Linked DNA regions of Anas platyrhynchos: region 2 is linked to region 1. Evidence: chromatin contacts called from public Hi-C data. All regions are on one chromosome and are shown on one strand. Each heading gives the region's core, a stretch centred on a gene start, on an enhancer-like site or on the middle of the called end of the contact. The rest is flanking DNA. Distances are from core to core; before and after follow the strand shown.

Evidence for each region. Hi-C and Micro-C count contacts between places; a contact is called where the count stands out from the background.
Region 2: a contact with region 1 is called in a Hi-C map of skeletal muscle, with 2.1 times the contacts expected there. The contact joins the promoter of STARD8 here to the enhancer-like site in region 1. A contact is called at or near these places in 4 of 8 Hi-C or Micro-C datasets (liver, skeletal muscle and subcutaneous adipose tissue).

The regions. Positions count from the first base shown.
Region 1 is chr10:24,349,234-24,352,842 of IASCAAS_PekinDuck_T2T, forward strand. STARD8 (StAR related lipid transfer domain containing 8) reads right to left here. Exons shown (of 15, transcript XM_072042822.1): 15 at 3,127-3,609. LOC119717855 (relaxin receptor 1-like) reads left to right here. Exons shown (of 18, transcript XM_038184263.2): 15 at 963-1,195; 16 at 1,476-1,886; 17 at 2,091-2,306; 18 at 2,584-3,167. The coding sequence ends at 2,765. Among named protein-coding and RNA genes, the nearest start is that of STARD8, 50 kb to the right of the region's middle. Within about 2 kb of position 2,043, at least 1 of the 8 cell types and tissues checked has an H3K27ac peak or open chromatin away from gene starts, as enhancers often do. A contact at or near this core is called in subcutaneous adipose tissue, where this site is marked.
Region 2 is chr10:24,399,566-24,403,174 of IASCAAS_PekinDuck_T2T, forward strand. It overlaps STARD8 (StAR related lipid transfer domain containing 8), which reads right to left and starts at 1,888. Exons shown (of 15, transcript XM_072042822.1): 1 at 1,556-1,888. The coding sequence starts at 1,600.

The DNA.
Region 1 (3,609 bases), core at 793-3,292:
GTGTGCCCGAGTGTCCCCTCCGAGGTGCCTGGGCCCGAGGTAACGGCCCAAGGACAGCAGAGATGGGCAGGAAGGCCGGGCAGGCACCAGGCAGGCACCACGCATGGTGGAAGCAGAGCCGAGGAGCCAGCTGGGAGTGCTGGGGCTCTGCTTTGGAAGGATAGGAAAAAAAAAATCATTAATTATCTCCAGATGCACATTTTAGAGTACCTGTAATGAAAGACAACCGTACCTCTTCCTTTCTGTAATTGGTCTGTTTGGACTGTAAATACGGTACATTTTCTACCTGACTTGCTAATAAGCAATCATTTTCTCCCCTTTTATCTATAATTAAGCAGAAACGAGCCTTGCATTGCAGTTTTGTAGTCATTTCCTAATGCGGAGTTTTTACTCAGCTTGTAAGGGATTGCTTTTATAAGGCTTGAGAAGATTAATCTGAAATAATATGCAGGGGGAAAATCTGAATCCCTGCTAATGGAAGTTGAGAGACCTGAACAAGGGAATGGTTTTTAAATGTTTGTGAGCGGCAGGGCTGGAGGAAAACACTCCTCTCTATTAGCTAACAGTGACAGGTACAAGCGTGGTTGTGCCGTGCTCGATCCAGGAAAGCATTGGGGTGCCTCCTGCCTGTTCTGCAAAGGATTGGGGCTGTTGCTTAGTTGGTGTCCAAACCAGAGTGCAGACACTGCAACCTACACCCCTGGTCAGCTCCGCTCCTCTCTGCACGTTCCTCCCCTGTCCTGGGTGCTGCCGCAGAGGGCTGTGTGCCACCTCCTGCGTCCTGTCCCCTTGTCCTGTCCCTGCTCAGTGACAGCTCCGAGGCTCGTGGCTAGTGACGGGAGGGTCCGGCTGGCCCTGCTCCATGCAGGCAGGGACGAGCACTGGGTGTGCTGGAGGAGGTGGCTGTGGCAGCAGGAGGGCCGTGCAGGCCGGCCGGGTGGCAGCCAGCCCCTTCCTCCCAGCAGCTACTTCAAGAAGTTCCAGTACTGCAGCTCCGCGCCCCACGTGCGCAGCTGCAAGCCCAACACCGACGGCATCTCCTCCTTCGAGCACCTCCTGGCCAACATCATCCTGCGCGTCTTCGTCTGGGTCATCGCCTGCGTCACCTGCCTGGGCAACCTCCTCGTCATCTGTATGCGCTCCCTCGTGGCCGCGGAGAACAGCCAGCACGCCATGGCCATCAAATCCCTGTGCTGTGAGCTGGGAGTGGTGGGGAGGGCACGGGGGGGGCTCTCCAGCTCACACCACCCCAAACCAGCATGGCCAGGGTCCGTTGCTGCCCAGCTTTCTTTTTATGCCTTTGCCAGGTGTGCTCCTGGCACATCTCGGCTCCTACCCGTGCTTATAAGCACTGTGGTGCCGTGGGGCAGCTCTTCTAACACGTGCCCACAGCAGCTCTGCGGTGGCTTCGTGGCCCAGCAGGGCACTGAGTGCCCCCTGCAGCTGCCCCTTCACCCTGCCTTGCCTCCCCCCAGGTGCAGACGGGCTGATGGGCATCTACCTCTTCATCATCGGCGCCTTCGACCTCAAGTACTCGGGCGAGTACAACAAGCACGCACAGGGCTGGATGGGCAGCCTGCAGTGCCAGCTGCTGGGCAGCCTGGCCATGCTGTCCTCCGAGGTGTCCGTCCTGCTGCTGACCTACATGACCCTGGAGAAGTACTTCTCCATCGTCTTCCCCTTCAGCCACCACCGGGCGGGCAGGAGGCAGACCGTCTCGGTGCTGGCTGCCATCTGGCTCCTGGGCTTCTCCCTCAGCCTCGTCCCCCTGTGGTGCAAGGAGTCCTTTGGCAACTACTACGGCCGGAACGGGGTTTGCTTCCCGCTGCAGTCCGACCTGGGCGAGCGGCCCAGCGCCAGGGGCTACTCCACCACCATCTACCTGGGTGAGCCCCTCCGGATGGGGACAGGGACGGGGATGGAGAGGGGCAGGACGGGGTCCCAGTGGCAGGGGGTGGCTCAGTGCGCCCGGGTTTGGGGCGAGCCCTGGCTGCGGAGCTGCCTCTGCCCCCTCTAGTGGGGAGTGGGACCGGTCCTGCTGCACCACGAGCCCAGCCGAGGTGCTCGGAGGGAAACCTCTTCCTCTCCAGGCTTGAACCTCGCAGCCTTCATCACCATCGTCTTCGCTTACACCGGCATGTTCTACTCCATCCGCGTCACCGCCTCCAGGACGGCCCCGCGGAGCATCTGCTCCCGAGAAGTCGCCATCGCAAAGCGCTTCTTCTTCATCGTCATCACCGACGCGCTCTGCTGGATACCCATCTTCCTCCTCAAGCTGCTCTCCCTGCTGCAGGTGGAAATACCAGGTGAAGGACCCAGGCCCACCGCTGTCAGCCCAGAGCCCCTGGGTGGGGGCCCCTCGGTGTGGGTGCTGCCAAGGGTGGGTGTCTGAGTGCAGGGGGTGAGCATCACCCGTCCCAGAGTGGACCCTGGCCCCCTGAAGCTCCCCAGAGAGCAGCAGTTGTGACCCCCCCCCATGGCCATGAGCTTGGAATTGGGACTGCCCCCATCTGTGGCATGGGTGGGTTCCCCTAGGCAGGGCCCCTTGCCGCCTAACGCCATGTCCTCGTTGGTGGCACGCAGGCACCGTCACCTCCTGGGTGGTCATCTTCATCCTGCCCATCAACAGCGCCCTCAACCCCATCCTCTACACCATCACCACTGCCCCCTTCCAGGAGCAGCTGAAGGGCTGCCTGCGGGCCAGGCAGTCGGAGCAGTCCCAGAGGAGCTCCGTGCTGGCAGTGCCACCCACCAGCACCGCCTGATGCTGCCCGGTGGCACAAGGACACCCCAGGGGATCTCCACATCTCCCCTGTCAGATCTTCCCCTGCAGCGGGCAGTGGCTGTGCCACGAAGGGCCCGAGCACCTCGAGGTCAGCTGCTCGCTGCCACCATGGTGCTCGTGTGGGTCTGGGGGCTTAGGGGGCAGCAAGCTCCCCATGGGGGGCTCGGCTCCTGCCGCCCAATTCACGGCTGCTCTCGGGTGCCTTCTTTGGCCTCGTTCTGCCGAAATGTTGGATGTGGGGCCTGATGGCTCCAGCCACCAGGTGAAAGCAGTGCCCAGCCCCACGAGGTCCCGGGGCTGGGGAATCGGCCAGCAGCACCCCCCCAGCACCAGCCAGCAGCTATCGTTAGTACTTTATTAATTACACGGACGGGAAGAGCAGCCCCCATCCAAGTCAAACATCCTGTTGCATATGATACAAAACGAGGAGCAGTCCCTTAAATACAAAACACGGCTTTGAAGTGAACATCGCCTGGCGCCGAGCTCTACCGCCGGAGTTATATATTAATATTCCAACTGTACAAGTATTTATAGGTAGAAAAAAAAAGAAATTTTAAAAAAATATTAGGAGAAAAATCACTCCCTCAAAAGAGTTAGTTATATTTTTATATATATATAAAATATATATATATAAAAACAAGAATAGACTGGGTTGTTTTTTTCACCACAAGACAGACAGGATTTGTTATGGCAAAACTGGCATGGGGAATTGCTCCCGCACGTGGGTCGTGTTGCCTTCCAGTTGGAACGACGTCGAGTAACTTGGGTCCCTGCCGAAACGGAGAAACCAGGTCAGGTCCGAGTGCTGGCAGCGAGGCCGGACG
Region 2 (3,609 bases), core at 638-3,137, 50 kb after region 1:
GCTCTCAGCCCAGCTGAGCAGACCAGGAACACCGCTGCCGGGCTGTGAGCCCCCTGCGCCCCCCGCCTCTGTGCTCCTGGGGAGCTCCCACCCCAGCACCACTCACTGCCAGGGCAGCTCCGTGCTGCTTACACCTCTCCGTGAGGATTTTCCTTTCCCCACAGCAGGTAGCTGGGGGCAGCAAGGACAGGAGGTGTCCCACAGCGACCCCCAGGTGCCACCCCAGCCGGGCAATGGGAGCCTTCATCGGGCACAAGGCTGCGGGTGGGTGCTGGGTGGGCCCAGCACTGAGGGATGGAGCTGGGATGGAGCCGGGATGGAGCTGGGACACGCTGCAGGGGACGCGCCCTGGTCCCTGCCACAGCATCTCTGCCAGCACGATGATGATGACAACAGCTTGCAGGGACAAGGAGGGTTAACGAGGATGTGCTAAGCTCTCTGGAGACAGCAGGGACAAGACAGCTATTAATATTATTAATGAATTGCACAAATGTTATTTTTAGACTTAACTATTCTGAGCTTTGTATTGAAACCCCCGGGGAAGAGCCTGCATTCCACAGGCGCTTCACCCCTGCAGACCCTCGCCTGCTGCAGTGATTTTTGTACTTTTTCCAACCTGGTGCTAACGGTACCCCCAAAACCTACCCCCCACACCTCACACAGGCTGTGACGCAACAGAACACAACAGGCAGGGATGGGCTAACAGAGCTTTGTGCTTTAAGCCCAGATGAAAAATGCCAGATGCCACGGAACGACTGCTGCAGGAAATTAAAACCCGGGGCCTCCGGCCCCCATCCTTGCTCCGCCATCCCGCTCTCAGCCGCCCTGCGTTCAGGCTGGCATGGCCAGAGGCAAAAACAGCCCCGTGCATGGCCCCGCTGGCACAACCCAGGCCTCCAGGTGAGCTCCTTGCATGCAGCAGGACAGCCCCAGGGCTGCAGGCACGGACCAGGGCTCCCCATGGAAGCAGGGCCGGTGCCACACGCGTGTGCACAAAGAGGCGTGCGCTGCCCTCCTGCAGCCACGACCCCATGGACAGGCAGGACCTGACCCAGGCGGAGGAAAGGTTTCTGGCCGCGAGTGCTCAAGTTAAGGAGAGGGAAGAGATTTGTTCTACTTATCAATAACAGCTCAGAAGCAGCTGCCTACCAAAAAATTAGGGAAGGGGGAAGGAATGCACCTCGGGATTACAGCAGAGAGGGATCGCTTGATATTGCCAGCGGTTTGCAACGAGCCTGGACATGGGGAGAACGGAGGGAGAGGAACTCGAACCTTCTGCTGCCACGTCCCGCAGACCCACAGCGGGCAGGGAAGGCACCGAGCCAGCAGCACACACACACACCCAGCACCCAGTGGCACCGCTGAGCCAGTCCCCATGGGGCACATCCCAAACCCTCCTCGCCCCGGGTGTCACGGGCACGAGGTCTCCCCATGGCACGCACCGGGCAGCACCGGTGCCACCTCCCCGCTCTGTCCCGGCCTGGCCTTGGGGCAGCTCTCCCTGGGGACCAGCGGGGAGCGCGCCCCCGGCGCTGCGTAAAGGGCAGCTGCTTACCTTGGCTCTTTTGAAGCAAGCCCAGAAAAAATCCAGCAGGGGCATGATGTGCCGGCTGCCCGGGGCAGGCGCGGCGCTCGCCGGGCGCTAGAGCGCGGGGAGACCCCCGGGCCCGGGGCGAGCTTGGCGCGGAGCACCCATGGGTGCCGGTGCGGCAGAGCCGCGGGCAGGCAGCGGCTGCGGGCAGGGCTCGGCGCAGGCAGCCGGGGGAGGGCCGGGCAGGGAGCCCTGCCCGCGGGGGCGGGACGCCGATTCAAACCCTGCACCGTTATGCAGTTGGTCGCGGATCGCGATGAAATTCCCCGAAGGATGCGGGTTTGAAAAGCCGCCGGCGGTGTTTGCGCCGGGGGGAGAGGGAAAAGGAACGGCCCCGGAGCCACCGCTGTCAAAGGCGCACGGAGGGCGTTGGAAACCCAACCCCAGCTGGTTTCGATTTTCACTCCGGCCCCGGCTCCAGCTCGTTAGGAGCAGTCACGGAGGCGCTCGCAGAGGGCTCCCAGCAGCTCTGCCCCCCCCGGGACAAACCTTCCCCAGCGCCCTGGGGGTGCTTCCCTGGGTCCCCTGCAAGAGGGGCCCCGCGGTGAGCCTGCGGCAGCCACCCCAGCTGGGAGAAAACTGGGGGGGGGGGAAGAAAAAAACAGTCACCAAACATGGCCCGGCCATTCATTTTGACTCTATTCACAGCTATTCACAGCTCCTTGTCTTCCTCCTGCAAACATTTGTGTAAGCTTAGCATTTGTTTGCAAGAAAGACCATAATAAAAGGAAGTGCCACAAAGTCCTGTGCAAGCAGTCGGGCGTTGGGTACACAGCCTGCAGGCTGGAATAAGCCTTCGTGTGCACACCAGGAAAAAAACACCGGGTTGTGATTTATGAGATTATTTCAGAACAAGCAAGGCCGGGCTGACAGCAGGGCTCAGGCACCCGGATCTCACCGCGGGACAGCGGGGGGACCCAGCCCCCCGTGACAAGCCACCGATTTTAGCACAGCCCCGGCAGCCTCCCACCTGCCCCTCGCCGGCTCCCCAGAGCACCCCAGAGCTTCCCAGTGCTTCCCGTGGGATTTCCCACAGGAGCAGGGGATCCTGCATCCTGGGTGCCTGCAAAGCGCTCTGCCAGGCCAGGAGGTGGGTGGGGGCACGAATGTGGGGGTACCCGGCTCCCCTGCCCATCTGCAGGGGTTTGGTGCAGACACATCCATCGCTTCCTTCGCAGCCCGTGCCGGGCGCGAGGCCAGCTCTCACAGGAAGGATGCCTGGAGGGGAGCAGAGCTCTCTGGGCTCCCTTTTGTCTGCTTTCCTCTCGGATCTGTCACTCTTTCCAGCAGGGCTCTCGGGCCAGGGGCCACGCTGTGCACCACAACCAGTGCCCAGTTCTGCGCACACAGCGCACCGGGTGGCAAACAGGCTGCTGGAAGTTGCTCTCAAGACAGCAATGGAGGAACCCTCAAAAATAAATAAATAAATAAATAAATAAATAAAAATAAATAAATAAATAATAATAATAACAGAAAAAGTCCCTCCAGAAAGCGTGACAGCCACGCAGCTTTGAGCTCTGTGCTGCCAGAGCAGTGGCACAGCCAGCAGCTCACTTCACACTTTGCTCTGTGGCATGAAGTCCTCTTCCCACTTCCTCCAGAAAAAAAATAGAAGTGAGTGCAAACACGAGAAAGCTGTCTCCTTCCCAGGGCCCGGAGACAAACCACGGAGTCTTCTGCATACTTGTGTAGCTTCTTTTGACCCAGTCATCCCAAAAGCATCCAAGCAATTTTAAATCTAGGACCCTTCTCCAACATACCAGGGGTATCATGCTTGGACAGAATAACTACTGAGCACTGGATCCACTGGGAAAGCAGCACACAGCACGTCCCAGAGCGGGTATTCTGCTGCGTGGTACAGGACACAGACCCCACTGGTGCGTTTGTCTCTTCCCAGCATTTCTGATGTACCTGCTCCATAGGTCCCCGTGTTCAGCAGGAAGAACAAATGCTTATTGCCATCGCTTTGCTCAGGAGCACGCAGGCACAGGGTTAATAACAAACGGAGGCTGGCGGCC